2 separate regions of the Anas platyrhynchos genome follow, and region 1 is linked to region 2. The links are chromatin contacts, called in public Hi-C maps. All regions are on one chromosome and are shown on one strand. The core of a region is the stretch at or near the end of the contact, and the rest is flanking DNA. Distances in the headings are between cores, read along the strand shown. Region 1 holds the start of TAOK1 (TAO kinase 1). Region 2 overlaps TAOK1 (TAO kinase 1).

The links. A called contact is a pair of places that touch in the nucleus more often than the background predicts.
Region 1: a contact with region 2 is called in a Hi-C map of subcutaneous adipose tissue, with 2.3 times the contacts expected there. The contact joins the promoter of TAOK1 here to the enhancer-like site in region 2. A contact is called at or near these places in 6 of 8 Hi-C or Micro-C datasets (F5 follicle, liver, skeletal muscle and 2 more).

Annotation. Positions count from the first base shown.
Region 1 is chr20:4,800,853-4,805,441 of IASCAAS_PekinDuck_T2T, forward strand. TAOK1 (TAO kinase 1) reads right to left here and starts at 2,540. Exons shown (of 20, transcript XM_027471817.3): 1 at 1,997-2,540. LOC101804034 (a long non-coding RNA gene) reads left to right here and starts at 2,916. Exons shown (of 15, transcript XR_011804259.1): 1 at 2,916-3,530; 2 at 3,657-3,748.
Region 2 is chr20:4,740,703-4,745,393 of IASCAAS_PekinDuck_T2T, forward strand. TAOK1 (TAO kinase 1) reads right to left here. Exons shown (of 20, transcript XM_027471817.3): 19 at 4,372-4,554; 20 at 1-525. The coding sequence ends at 64. Among named protein-coding and RNA genes, the nearest start is that of ABHD15, 13 kb to the left of the region's middle. Within about 2 kb of position 3,374, at least 1 of the 8 cell types and tissues checked has an H3K27ac peak or open chromatin away from gene starts, as enhancers often do. A contact at or near this core is called in subcutaneous adipose tissue, where this site is marked.

The sequences.
Region 1 (4,589 bases), core at 1,290-3,789, 59 kb after region 2:
AAAAACATTCCCTCAAGTTCAAAGGATAAATGGAGGTTCAAGTTTATCAATGTATTTGAGTCAACAGATAAAAGGAAGAGGAGTCCTAAAAATGGCAAAGGCACCAGCCAGAACTAGGCCAGTGTTGTGGAGAACCTAAGACGAAGGCTTGAACCAGTTGTTGATTAGGTTTGTCCTTGGACACAAGCGGCAAAAATCACAGCACGCTCACTGGGAGCAGGGGCAACAGAAACAAAAACGTAGACTCGGGAGTTGTTTCAAGGATCACGTATCTAAAATTGCATTTATTGCAACAAAAGTTGGTGTTTTGTAATCCTGAGAAGTGAAAACAAGCCTTCCGCAGTGTCAAAATATATCAGGGTTTGCCACAATATTTGCACTATTATGACGTGCTAATAGCCAAAGCTATTTTTCAGACTCTGGGGATCCGAGCTATACCATTCAACAATACATGAAGCATTAGGGGTGGTATTTTGGGAACGTTTCATTTGAAGCATTCCAAGCCGGTAACCTCTACCCAAATACATAAAACAAGAGCCATGTCACACGCTCTATAAATAGCAGTAATAGTAAGGAATCGATAGCAGCCAAACCTTTAGGTACCATCTTATTAATCTGCCCTCGGCGTGCAGGGCCACACGGCCGTGAGGGCTCTCCAAACGCGATGGGCAAAGGTGAAGGACACGATTTGGCCAACTAGTTAAGCCAAGTGCCATGTAAACCGCCTCAGCCACCAGAATGCCACCCGGCCAAATGCCCCACGCCGTGACAAGCAGGAGGGGCGAGCACCACCACCACCGAGCCTTTTGCTCAGAAAATAACCCCAAAGTCCTCTCTGCCGTTTTCTTCCTGAGACACGTAAAGATCTTACGTTTGACAACAACCATTTTAATCCTAGTTTTTTTTTTTTTTTTCCTCCCCCCCCCCCCTTGGTTCTCCTACCGCACCCAGCACAATGGTACAACTGCACGTTACAGGCAGCCGGGCATCTCTCTCTTTTCTATTTATTTAATTTATTTTTTTTTTTGCTCCCACAGTGACAAAGGTGAACTCCGAGGCTCCCGAGAGGCTTGCAGCAGAGGCGACTGAGCGAGGTTGTCTAAAGCCATACCCGCACGCCGGCTCGCGGGAGCCTAGCCCCGGCGAGATATTTTAATCTGGCAAATTAAAATGGTTGGGAAACGCTATTTGGCTAACGGAATCGGCCGGCACATGCCCGTTCGGAGGGGGGAAGCGATAAAAAGGCCTTCAAAATAGGTCACTTTCCTCCCGATCCCACCCCAGCGCCGCGCCGAGTGGTATTTACACCGAGAACTCACCGCTCGGGGAGGAGCGAGGGGGTAGGGAAAAGAGAGAGAAAAAAATAAAAAAAATAAAAAAAAAAGAGCTTGGGGAAAAAAATATAATAATAATAATAAAAAAATAATCAAATAATAATCATAAAAAATAAAGCATCCGCGGTCAGATCTGCGGGAACACGGGGCTGGGGGGGGGGGGCCCGAGTACTGAGAGGGGCCCATCGGGACCTACCCCCCCCCCCTCTTTCTCCCCCCTCCTCCCCAAAAATCCCGGGGGGGGCCGGGCCGCAGCCCTTAGGCCTCAGCCGGCCGTGACAGCGGCAGGGCGCGGGGAACACCCCGGCAGCGCCATTACCGCTCCCTCCCCGCCGCCACCTCAGCCCCCAACCCCCCGGAGCAGCCCCCCCCACCCAGGAGGAGCCCCCCCAGGCCGGGGAAGCGGCCCCGGGTCCTGCGGCAGTGCCGCAGAGCCCGGCGGGGGAGGCGCCGGCCCCACCGCCGCCTTCTTCTTCTTCCTCCCCCCCCCCCCCACCACCTCACCAACCATCTCTCCGCCTCGCCTCTCCCCTCCATCTCTCCTCGTAGCCCCCCCCCCCCACGCTCCGCCATCTCCTTCCTCTTCCTCCTCATCCTCCTCCTCCTCCTCCTCATCCTCCCCCCCCCTCCCCCCGAGCCCCCCGCGGTGCTGCCCGCCTTACCCTCCGCCGCAGCCGGGCTGGGAGCGCCGGTCGGCCCCCCGCGGAGGAGGAGGAGGAGGAGGAGGAGGAGGAGAAGAAGGAGGAGGAGGAGCGGGGCAAGGGGCGGCGGCCCCGCGGGGGGAGGCGCCCCCGGAGGGGCGTCGGGCCCGGCCCCCCCCGGGTGCCCGGGCGCGGCGGGCACAAAGGCGGCGGGGCACGGCAGCTAAGATGGCAGGGCGGCCACCAGCACCACCAACACCTCCTCCTTCTCCTCCACCACCGCCACCACCACCAGGGCCCCGCTCGCCGAGCCGCGGCCAGGCCTCACGGCGTTGCGGGAGGGAGGAGGGCGGGCGGGCGGCTGTCTGGGCCGTGCCTGCCCGCCCGCGGCGGAGCGGGGTTCGCCTGGGCCGGGCCGGGCCGCGATGGCCGCCGCCGCCGCCCGCCCCGCCTGGCCGCCTCCCCTCAGCGCCTCCCGGGGCTCCGGCTGCTCCCCCTCCTCCGCCTCCGCCGCCGCTGCTTGCTCCGCGCTGCCCGCAGCCAGCGGCCCCCGCCCGCCCCTCTCGCGAGACTTCGCCGCCCTCCTCCTCCTCCTTCTGCTTCGTCCCCCCCCTTCTGTGGGAGTGGAGGGGGGGAAGGGGGCGAGGAGGGGCTGGGGGGGGGGTGGTGAGGGGGTGAGGGAGAGGTTTGGGGTAAAGGGGGGTGGGGGGGGCGTGAGGTGAGGCTGTGGGGGGGGCTGGTGGGGAGGGGGGGGCTGAGGAAGAAGAGAGGTGAGGGAGAGGAGGGGGTTGAGGGAGAGGTGAGAGAGATGAGGGGGGCTGAGGAAGAGGATGGGGGCTGAGGGATGGGAGGGGGCTGAGGAAGAGGAGGGGGCTGAGGAAGGGGAGAGGTGAGGAAGAGGGGAGATGAGGAAGAGGAGGGGGCTGAGGGATGGGAGGGTGGGCAAAGGGGTCTGGGGGGTGTGAAAGAAATGGGGGGTGCTTGAGGGAAATGAGGGGGATGAGGGGGAGGCTGAGAGGGTTCTGCTTGAGGTTGGGGGAGCTGAGGGTGTAACGGCACCGTGGGGCTGCAGGAGCCAAGGGGAAACTGAGGAAGGGTTTGAGGAAGGGGCTGTGGAGAGAAAGAGGGGTTAGGGATGGGGAAGGTGGGGACTGGGGGCAGGGGAGGGGATGAAGACCTCATCCCTGGAGGTCTTTAAAAGATGTTTAGATGTAGAGCTTAGTGATATGGTGTAGTGGAGGACTCTTAGTGTTAGGTTAGAGGTTGGACTCGATGATCCTTGAGGTCCAACCTAGAAATTCTGTGATTCTGTGAAGAAGAATTGTGAGACCCAACAGGGCTGTGCTGGAGCAGCTCAGCCACCAGCAGTACCCCTGAGGGCCTGCTGGTGCAGGGGTCTGCAGCACCCCTGGCCTGAGCACAGCAGTGTGTTTCAGGCCGCCCGCCCCAACCGTCTCTGGCTTAGGGCCAGAAGAGGGGAAAAAAATATCTCACAGAGTGAGCACATGGCCTCCTGAGCGGTAGTCTTGGCTCTCAGCGGTGGGTTTTGAACTTGGTAGGTTGTTGAACCTCTGTGTGCTTTGGTATCTCCGTCTACGAGCTAGAGATAACAGTTGGCTTCGTGCAGGGATTAATTATCGTGTCTTGTAGTCACATATTTGTTTATTTGTTTTTGCCATAGATTACAGCTGGAGGAATTCTAAACAATCCAAGTCTCCTTGTCATGGTGTTTAAGTGCATTGTGCTCCTGTCTGAACAGAGGAAATCGCTGAGGTCAGTCGCCCTTGTGTTTATAGTTGCTTTCCCTTTCAGGAGCATGGGGGCAAAGAATCATCAAAATAACAATTTATACTGATGTCCGGATAATAAATCGATAGAAATAATTACGTAAGGGACAAAGCTTGGAAGAGGTGTTCTTGCAGGTGTTGCTTTCACTCCTTAAATTCAGGGTTATACACAAAGTAAGTGTTCTCAGGTTATAAGGTGCCCTGCAAACACTTAAGAGTTTTGAGGCGCCCTGAGTATGAAACAATACAATTCTGTAAGCCCCTATATTACTGATACCAATAAAACCAAGGAAACATCTTTCCTATTTTCCTATAAATAAAGAGATATTTTGTACCATAAGAAGGCTTTGTATCCAGCAGATGTTGAAGATGGTACTGGAGACTATTAATCTAAACTTCACATTTACTTCCAAACAAGCAGACAGAACTACTGGGGATTATTTAACCTGGGGTAGAGGAAACCTAAGGAATGTTGAGAACAGAGGTTGACTGTAATGGTTGTGGACCACATCTAGTGTTTTGCAAACGTGTCACATAGTGGTCTAATACTTTGCCTTTTCAAATCCCAGTAGGAAAAGTAAGACAAATGTGGATCACTTCAAACATATGTTGTTGTAAGTATTGGGAAAGGCAAACTAAAGGTTTATCTGATTATCTCAACCTTGAAGTTGGCAGCTATGACAGGAAACTTGGTTTCATTCATCTGCCAAAGATATTTGTAGCGTATCGTTTGACAAGTTAAAAGGCATTTTTGTAATGGCACAAAAATAAAACCATCCACTTTCTGAAACTACAGTTTCTGTCTTTTAAAAATAATATGGTTTTGG
Region 2 (4,691 bases), core at 2,124-4,623:
CTGTAGGCAGTTTCTGTTGGCAGACAGCTCCAGTGGAATTGCCACCCTCAGTTATTGTTTAAGTTATGTATAAGACATGTGTGAACCATTGGATATTTGTGAAGTAACACTTGTGCTCCTGCTCATGCCCTGTTCCGTCCGTCCCCCAGAAGCTGTCCGCCTCAGAGCCTGGGGGCTGTTGCGGACCCCTATAGCACTACCTCGAGGTACCCCTTGCATGGGCCCCGAGGGGTGACCCCATGGCTGGGGTCCACCTTGCATTGGATGGCCCCAAGCTTGTGGTGGGCCACCCATGGGATGACCCCAGTGAGGTCCTGCACCCCCAGTAGGATTGTGGGACCAGCCAGAAGCTCCCGGGTAGCTGTGGCTGAACGCCTCGGGGGAGAGATTAGAAAGAACCATATTACTAAAACCTAGCCTCATGCTTTCTGAGTCAAAGGCTTCGATCTCGCGAGCTTGACGCTCCAGCAGGCTTCGTATCCGTTCGGTACGCTCATTCTGTAATGCCAGCATCTCCTCCTCAATCTGGGAAGAAAAAAAAAGAGAGAGTCTGTAGCAGCAGGGCTCCTTTACGGGCACGGCCTCAAGTCTCCGAAGGACCTGAAACAGCAAACTAATGCAAAACCTTCTCCCCGGACTTCTAAAGGAGGCTGGATCTAGCTCAGATGTCCCCAACACACAATCTGTGTGCATGGCAAAGCTCAGCGAGTACTAGCTGGAGTGTCTTGGTGCCTGCTCCCTCATCAATACAGAGCCTTTCAGGGATGTGAATCCCAAGCCTGCAATGATACTAACAATTTGACACAGATAAATCTTTTAAGATGCAGCAAAGCCTACAGCTGCCATAGTAACCTACTGCAAAAGCACCTTTAGACAGAGCCAAGCACAGGATCTATACAGCCAAATACCTGCCAACACAGCTTAATGTGACCTCCACTGTTCGTCGCTGAATCCGACGATGACAGCTGCTCTTTTCTCCAGGATTCAATGTACTAGCCCACATTCAATTTCCTCTCCAATGTTCATCAGCCAGCTTTTCTTAGCTCATGTTTATCACCTCTTATCTATCCCTTTCCTAAATTGGTTGTGTTACCCTGATACTTCCCCCAGTGCGTGCGACTTAAGAAAGCAGGCAGTGATGTTTGCACCGGGTGGCAGATTATTAGCTGGATGATATGCAAGCTGGCAACTCCAGTATCCTCCCTGTGACACTGTTCCAAACCAGTTTCCAGCTGTACTTTGGTAGGGGCACTGGGATCAGCTCTTTTCAGTGCAGATAACTTTGGGCTACAGCCTCCTGACACCCATCAGGGAGGGATGAAAGCCTTTCTTACTGAAATCTTTGCAGGCAGGTGGAGAACCAAAGAATCGCTCCATTATCTTCTTGCCAGCACTGAAAAAGCTACTTTTGGCTTCAGTGAAATAGGCCAAAAGGGTAAAAAGCAGTAGCCAAGGCTTTTAAACAGAGCTCACTAGCATCAGCAGCAATGTGGTCAAGAGGAGTTATTTTGGTCTGTGCTGGAGGTACCGGGCAGAGCGCTGTAAGCATTCTCTTGCCTTAGTCAGGGAATACTCAAAATGACTTCATCTGGAATTTAGGAAACAATCTGCTCCTATGTGAGTCATCTCCTGAGCCATTCTGGGCTCTCAGAAACAGCCTTCTCCACTTGTCTGCTTCTTGGTGCTAGGTGAGTGACACTGACTCACGGAGCAGCCTTCCCTACTCTTCTGAGAGCCGTGCAGTGGTCAGCTGGCTTGCAAACAGCAAGAGGAAGGCGCTTTCTCTGACGTTAGCTCTTCAAAATGCTGCACATATTTCTTCCAGTGACACTATATAAAAAGAATCCCCTTTTCTTTCAGAACTAGAGCATCCTCAGCACATCTAGCTGCACATAGTTTTCAGTCTTTGCGACAGAAAACAAAACAAAACAGGACTTTGTGCAATCCAACTTTGCATGCCCAACGCGCTGTGTTAAAATGACATCACTTAGAAACAACCTCAGGATGCAGGACTGAAGATGAGGTGCCTGAGGCACATGAGAAGGAAACGAGTAAATCTGAAGTCTTTTAAAGACACTCCTGGGACACGCTTGTGACTGGTGCAATACGAACAACATCGCATCAGGGTGTAACTGGACCTCAGTCACTGGCACTTACAGACTGTGCAGGGATGGGGCTGGCTGCTGGCTCCTTAGCCTGAGTCATTTACGCTCTGTTGAGTTACTGTGGTGATGGGCACCACCAAAAACGGAGAGCACTGCGCTGAGAAGGAAGCAGAATCCTATGCACATGCTTACTTCTGGAACCTCATTTACCGTGGAACATCAGGGACTGACTTTGCCACAGGCTAGGTATGTAATTGTGCACGTGAATTCAGACATTCGACTTGTGCACGTACCTGCCCTCTCCCTGGCTGCCAGACAGCCTCAGTGAGCACAGGCACACAAATCCCTGGTGACACTGCTGAGCAACCCACACCAGAGCACTGGCAACTCCTACAAAGTCTGTCCACCCCTCCCTGTAAGGAATATCCCTGCAAAAGAAGGGTGCATCTACCTTTGCACCCAGTTCTTTTTCCTTGAGCTGCCACTAAGTAATTGTAATCCCAGCAAGAAAGTCTCACCTCTGGTCCACAACTTTGTGAGCAGCAATGCACTGGCATTGCTTATATTGCTAAATAAAGGCTCCCTCCCATGGGAGTCGATGGACTGTTATTTATTTATTTATTTATCTATCTGTTTTTAAGGTGTTAGTCTTGCAGAGACATACAGGACACATTAAAAAAAAAGGAAAAATTATCTTAGAATTTACTGTTGTTGTTTCCTTTTCTCCACTATACTATAACTTTACTAAGCTTCCTTCCCCATTACCAATGGCAAATGATTTGTATGGGCCTTCTGTGCACAGACTTTGATCCTTGTGCACGCTGAAAGACTTGTACAACATTAATATTGGTTGATGTGCGTTTCCATGAGCCACTGGCCTCAGTTCAGCTTTTGGCATCATGTTGTGTGCAGTGCAGTCTCTGCTGATCCCCCGCACAAAGAGATGGCCAGCAGCAGGCTTGCTATGTCACACTGCTTCCCAGAGCTCTCGTCAGCTCGCACCGCCAGAGGGCAATGCACACCCAGCCTGCTTACACGCTTACGTGCAGGGCTGTGACAGGAGCTGGATGGGAGAGGAACGACTAGCGATGGAATTTAAGGACAGCTATTCCACGCGTGGGTGCCACACAGGATCTCTGCTTTCACAAATTCAGTTACTTCCAGAGATTCATCTACTTGCAGGGGACCAAAGCACAGCAGGCCCATGCTGTGCTCTTGGAGATGCTTCCTCTGCTCACCATGAGGTGGAGCAGTTTTATTCCAACGAGGGCCCTCTACCAGCCAAGCATCCATCTGTTAGCCTCTGGGAGAAGTGTGAAGAACCTCGAGGCCACAGAGTAATTGCTGTAATTTAATAATCGCCGAGCAGCAGCAAAGTTTGGGACTGCTGTGTGAATGGTGACAGCTGGCACCCACAGAGCAAATCAAAAACGGAAAAAAGCTGCAGGAGGAAAGCTGTGCATTTCCTTTCACTGACTGCTGCACTAACTACCCTTCTTCTGGATTGCACAGACCCCTCCCTCGCACACGTTTCTATAAACACCATGTTTCTGGCACTGCATAGAAAAGCATGCTTCAACAAGGAGCCCCTTAACACATATAACAGCCAATTCAAGTTGAAACCCAGGGAGCAGCAGTTTGCCCATGCTTGTGGCTCTGGCTAGTGCAGTTTAAGGGCAACGCTGCTGACAGCAGTATTTCTGTAACAAGTGTCATTTCGTAGGGAACTGCAGCTGGGTCTCCACACACTGACAAATGGAGCAGAGCTACACCAAAATAATCAAACATATTACCATAAAAAACAGGGTCTCAAATCCCAAGTCCATCTAATACATTTTAACCCGTCCCCCTGCCACCTTTTTGCCCCCCCAAATTGCTTGTACCATGCAAATTTCAAGGCAAAAACCAAAAAACTTCATGTTAGGTTGTTACATCTGTTCTTTTATAAACTGGTGATGTTAATTTGCAGCTCAGAGACAGAATGAAGAGTTTGCTTTCCTTTCTGTGCAGAGAGGCACGACTCCCTCCGGCTCTGGCATGCCTCAAGCAGTTCTATCCCAGCCAGAAGCTGCTTACATAGGATGGCTGAGCTGGCAAAGTTTAGCCTGCGTGTCACTGAGCTATCATCCCAGAAAGGCGAATATCCAAATGATCCATGTTACTGTATACAGCAAGGTAAAAGCAATTTCTCTCTATGCTGATAGGTACAGTGCAATTTAGGATCTGAGATCTGAGTGTGCTAATGATGCTCGTATGCCCATTTTACCTTCTGCTCAAGGAGGGCCCGACGGAGGGATACCCTCTGTTCAAGATCACGCAGCTCCCGATCATGCTGGGCTTCTGCCTGCATCTTGATTTTACTCTGATATGCATTCAGCAGCTCCAATTCTTGCTGCAGCTGCATCTTCAAAACCTGGCACTCTGCTTCCTGTGCTTCATCCAAACGCAGCTGGGAAAGGCAGACAATAGAGATGTTTCACTATGGGGTAACCACTCATGACACTCTCGGGGAGGACTGTGGGGAGAGGGAGAGAATGGGATGGGACTTTGTTTTCTTAGCAATACAATTGGTCTCCATTGTACTTG